2 separate regions of the Mus musculus genome follow, and region 1 is linked to region 2. A link is a contact called in public Hi-C data. All regions are on one chromosome and are shown on one strand. The core of a region is the stretch at or near the end of the contact, and the rest is flanking DNA. Distances in the headings are between cores, read along the strand shown. Region 1 has its middle 300 kb from the start of Gm51671. Region 2 has its middle 260 kb from the start of Lmx1a.

What was found. A called contact is a pair of places that touch in the nucleus more often than the background predicts.
Region 1: a contact with region 2 is called in a Hi-C map of cortical neurons, with 2.9 times the contacts expected there. The contact joins two enhancer-like sites. A contact is called at or near these places in 5 of 484 Hi-C or Micro-C datasets (cerebellum, cortical neurons, embryonic stem cells and 1 more), 2 of 115 datasets of contacts at active chromatin or transcription factors (embryonic stem cells and fibro-adipogenic progenitors) and 1 of 9 other capture datasets (embryonic stem cells).

Annotation. Positions count from the first base shown.
Region 1 is chr1:168,043,625-168,046,324 of GRCm38.p6, reverse strand. No RefSeq gene overlaps it. Among named protein-coding and RNA genes, the nearest start is that of Gm51671, 300 kb to the left of the region's middle. Within about 2 kb of position 1,409, at least 15 of the 459 cell types and tissues checked have an H3K27ac peak or open chromatin away from gene starts, as enhancers often do. A contact at or near this core is called in cortical neurons, where this site is marked.
Region 2 is chr1:167,944,656-167,947,355 of GRCm38.p6, reverse strand. No RefSeq gene overlaps it. Among named protein-coding and RNA genes, the nearest start is that of Lmx1a, 260 kb to the right of the region's middle. Within about 2 kb of position 1,300, at least 13 of the 459 cell types and tissues checked have an H3K27ac peak or open chromatin away from gene starts, as enhancers often do. A contact at or near this core is called in cortical neurons, where this site is marked.

The DNA of each region.
Region 1 (2,700 bases), core at 160-2,659, 99 kb before region 2:
ATTCAGAGGCATGGGTTCATTGTCTGAGAGTGAAAGATGGGATGCGATGTGAGAGAAGAGAAAACACAAGCATCTTAAATTATGGGAAGGGAGGCTCTACCTCTGCATGGCTGCCACTGTACCCACTTTATTCCCAATGCTCCCCATCACTGAGTAGCATCTCCCATCTGCTTTTGATTAAATGGCAGGTGGCTTGGGGGCCCCAGAGAACGCAATTACAACACTCATCACTATTGGATCTACAAACAAAATTACTATAAATCTGACATTCAGGCCTAGGCTTAATAGCTAGCTGACTAACACAATTTGCAGGTCCCTGAAAAGTCACCCCACTTAAGGATATTTATCCCTGTCTGATACGTTGCTTCTTCCTCCATGAACTTAGCTTTCATATTAAGGAGGTATCTGCATTTTTGCTTAGTTAAGAGGATTTTATTATCTGGGAGTGGTCACACATGAGATTCCTAATGCACTTGGTTTAATTACTTAACTAATCTGTCATCACACTTGATCTTGTGTAGGAAACCTAAAGGACAGTGGAGAAAGTAATGGGTAAATGTTGAGAAGAGGAACTAGAGTTTGGCCAAGAATATTGCTAGAAACTGGATAGTTGTGTGTGTGTGTGTGTGTGTGTGTGTGTGTGTGTTGTGTGTGTGTGTGCTTTTGCATAGATGTGTATCCATGTATGTGCACATATGTGTTCATGTGTACATTGTCAAAACAACTGAGATAGAGGACAACACACACACACACACACACACACACACACACCACTCTTAAAAAGCTTGTAGCTACATAATGAGACAAACATACAGGTGCATATTGAGATAAGATTTACTAGAAAGCAAAACAGTACCCATTCCTGGTATTGATTTGGGTAATGACCATGGGGTTGCTTTTAATAACCAAGGAGAAGGCAGAAAGTGAGCCACTTCGACATGGCTCATTGTCAAACATTGGGGATAGTAGGTGTGAAGAATGAAAGTGAATGGGGGCGGGGGAGGGAATGAGGGCTGAGGGCTGCTTGTTCCCACCAGCCCAGGAACACACCAAGCCAAAGCAAACAAATAATTGAAACGGACACAAATCAATTAGATGATGACAAATAAAAATTTTCATAGCCCAGGATGAGGTGTTATTAAAAATGACTCGTCTGCGCCTGATGCCTTTAGATTTACATTTCAACATAATTAACGCTGAATGGTACTCGCTGCTGTTCTCATTCTGCCAGCTGATGGTGCTCACTAGAGTGCTGGGGAGATGCCGGCAAGCATTATCTTTAGAAAATATTCCATCCCTGTTTTCATTCATTTGTAGCTTAACTTCCTTCATTACATGACATTAGGAGAAAGAGCGTTCTGCTCCCCCGTGCATCCTCTCCTGCGGCTCATTTCCCCCGCTGAGATCATCATCAGCTTGAGACATCACCGCCATCTCCACAGCAACCAGACCCATCCCCAGAGTGCACACTTTGGCTCATATAGCCTCCGTTCCCCTCATTATTTATTGCTGAAAAGATCCGAGGTGAGAAGGAGGCTATTGCTTTCCAAAGGCTTTGGGACAAGACATTCCTTCTATTTTTCCTAGAAAGACAGCTACAAACCAAGGGAACATCTGCCTTGGGGAGAGAAGGACCTGGCACCTTGAATACTAGCCCTCCCTTCTGCTTTCTATGGCAGGCTTCTCAATGTGAAGACGGGATGCTAGAGCTGGCAAGCTAGCTCAGTCAGCTTTGGTCCCCAAACTTAAACACTTGAGTTCAATCTCCAGGACCGACTCAGTAGAAGTGGAGAACAGTTTCCTATTGTACTCTGATATCTACACACATACCATACTGTGTGTGTGCGTGTGTGTGTGTGTGTGTGTGTGTGTATGTGTGTGTGTGTGTGTATGTGTGTGTGTGTATGTGTGTGTGTGTGTGTGTGTGTGTGTGTGTGTGTGTGTGTGTGCATATACATGCACATGTGCTCAAACACATAAAATTAATTGGAAATATAAAAATGTTTAAAACAAGAAAATGGAGATGTCTTCATCTGCTGTGTAGAATTGTTTGCAGAGATAACTAACTAAATGCACACTTTAGAACAATGATTATGTGCCAAGAGCTCAGTGTGCATGGCCATTTATCACATCTTCAAGTATTGTAGAGGCCATGATAGTAGATTTGCATTAACTACTGTTGTATACTAAATCACCTCAAAATTTGGTGGCTTAAACTTAACTTGACCATATCACATCTTCAAATATTTTAGAGGCCGTGATACTAGGTTTGCATTAACTATTGTTGTATATACTAAGTCAATCCAAAATTTGATGCTTCAAACTTACAATTTTATTGACTCTGGTGGCTGGGAGAGCAGAGAGGAGTCAGGTATGGCTATTCTGCTAGTCTTGCTTAGGGTCATGTAAGTTTAGTGAGATGCTCTGATCTCTGCTGTGGTGATGGATTAGATTCGTCACTGTGCCCACGAGCGCTCATGGCCTCACTAATCCTTTTTATAAGTCCTTGGTCAACTGGAATCTCAGTGCATTTGAAAGCATAAAAGCAGACTCTCCTGTATTCTGAATCTCTGAAAAATCACTTTCATTCACTAAGACTCAGGCCAGCTACACTGAACGTGGGATGAGTCCTGCCACGGCAGCATGAGAGACAGGCCATTCTATCTCCATCTTAAAGTATGAGAAAACTGTGGTTTGGAG
Region 2 (2,700 bases), core at 51-2,550:
CTAAGTCTACTACTAGATACGTAAGAGGAATAGGAATAGCTGCAAATGTTCTTTAGAATGGGGCTTACAAGGTTTTCCCATAAAGGGCTGCATGGTAAATATTTTAGACTTGTACCTTTCTGGTCACTATGGCAACTAGTCGCCTTCCTCTCTGCAGCATGGACACAAGCACGAAACTATATACACAAGTAAGTATTACTATGGTCCCTTGAAACAATAGTTCTCAACCTGTGGGTCAGGACCCCCTCTGGAGACCAAATGATGCTTTCACAGGGGTGGTCTAAGACCATCTACATGCATATCAGATATTTACATTACGATCCACAACAGTAGCAAAATCACAGTTATGAAGTAGCAATGAAAATAATCTTCTGGTTGGGGGTCACCACAGCATGACTAACTGTATTTAAGGGGGTTGCAGCATTAGGAAGGTCGAGGACCACTGCAACATTGTGTACAATCCAGGTTGTCAGTTGTACTGGGCTTTGAAAACACCAGATCTAGGGTAGAAATACTTGTTTGAGAAAGGAAGGTCACAAGTTCAAGGTAACAAATACCAATTCACAACCCACACAGTGGAGTATTGGGTTGAGTTTATTCACAAAGAAAGGTTGGGACTTGAATCTTCAAAGGCCTTACTGATAAAAGACAAGTTCCAGACAGTAATAAAACATAATGCAATAGCTACGATCCACCATGCAGAGGAGAGAAGAGGAAAATTAAAATTGTTTTTTTTTTTTAAAAAAAAACACAATATGCACAGGAAAAAATGGTCGACATCACAGAGAATTTATTTGGTGAGCTATCGATTCTGGTTCTTTGGCAAGCATGTTTTAAAAGTCTTAGAGAAGTTTGAACTCACCATGAGAATTGGAAATGTTAGCAACATCAAAAACCAACACCTCTACACACACACATAAATATTCAACTGATCTTCAAAGGAAATATGACCTTAGAAATCGCAGTCGGGTAAATTCCAGCTGCACCTCTGCTCAGAAACCTGCTTCTTTGAAAAGGAAGACGATCATATTTGAACGTGGCCCCTTTTCAAACTCTGTCAGGTATAAAGGCGGGAAACGATGACACAAAAGCTTAATTGGGTCTTTAAAAGTTAATCAATCAGCTAACTTGTTTTCAAAATAGCTCAGTTTTTAACGAGCTCAACTTTTTCTCCCTTGTCTGACAATCTAGGAACTTCATATGCAAATCTGATCAAGTCTCCTCCCAGATCCTTCAGTGGCTTCTCTCTGCTTTGACGTTCTTAGGATAAGACTCAGCACACCATCTGGCTTGCGTGGTTTTTCTTGGGTCCTCACCAACTTCCCACTAGCACATCGCTGGATCCTTCATCCGCCAGTGTTCCACTCTCCTCCAGGTTGCCGGACTCACAGAGCCACCTCTTCCCCAAGCTAACCCCCCACTCCTCCCCATACACATATTCAGCTCACACACACACACACACACACACACACACACACACACACACACACCACAAACACATTCACACAGTCTTAGTCTACTTAACTTCCATATGCCCGGAGCCCCAGTCAACTGTCATCAGAGCTGTCTCCCGCCTCTGAGTTCTGATCATGGTTTGTCATCATACATTCATTAGGGTGATGGTTTAATTAATATCCGCCTCCCCCTCTGGGCTACAGGCCCCCCAAGGAGTAGGAAACACACAGCCTTCTAATGGCAGCAGGCTTAGCTCAGTGCCTGGAAGAGGCTTTAGAATAAAAAAGATATGATAGAGGGGTAATGGGAAAGCCATGGAACTAAAATACAACACCAGATGTGGTAGAAACAACGGATTGCTGAGGGATATTTGATATAGCGAGACACATTTTCAGAATACTCTTTTTCTTGTTTGTGTGAAGTTCTTAAAGGATGCTCTCGATTCAAATCAGAAACATTTTCCTGGGACAGACAGAAATGTTTTAGGTCTCGGGGACCATAGCACTTCTGTCAGATAGGGGCAGGCAGAAAATATGACAGGATTTGGAGACCAGAGTATTTTGGTCTTAGCTGCTTAATATCATTGTCATGGCATATTGTAGAAGCTAGATACAGTACAGAAATAAACCTGACCGTGTTCCAGTCAAACCAGGGTTTCTAATGTTCCTTACTGTTGATATCTGAGCCGAGTATTTTCTTTTCTTTGTTTTCCAAAGGATTTATTTATTTTATGTACATGAGTATACTGTCTCTGTCTTCAGACACACTGGAAGAAGACATCAGATCCCATGGTTGTGAGCTACCATGTGGTTGCTGGGAATTCAACTCAAGACATCTGGAAGAGCAGACAGTATGCTTTTAACCACTGAGCCACCTCTCCAGGTACCCCCTTTTAAAGATTTATTCATTTATTATTTATTCATTTTATGTATAAGTTCTCTATCTGCATGTATACCTACATGCCAAAAGAGAGCATCAGATCACATTTTAGATGGTTGTGAGCAACCATGTGTTTGCTGAGAATTGAACTCAGGACCTCTGGAAGAGCCTCAGTACTCTTGACCACTGAGCATTCCAACCTCTTCTCCTCTTCATATTTTCTTGTTTCAGGGCTGTTTTGCATATGGCTTCCGAAGCAGCACCCGCGGACTTGGCCCACTCAATGCCAATAGTGTCCTACCTATTTCATTATTGACAAATGTGTGTCAGAGTGCCCCCAGACATTGCCAAAAGCTCCTTGGAGAT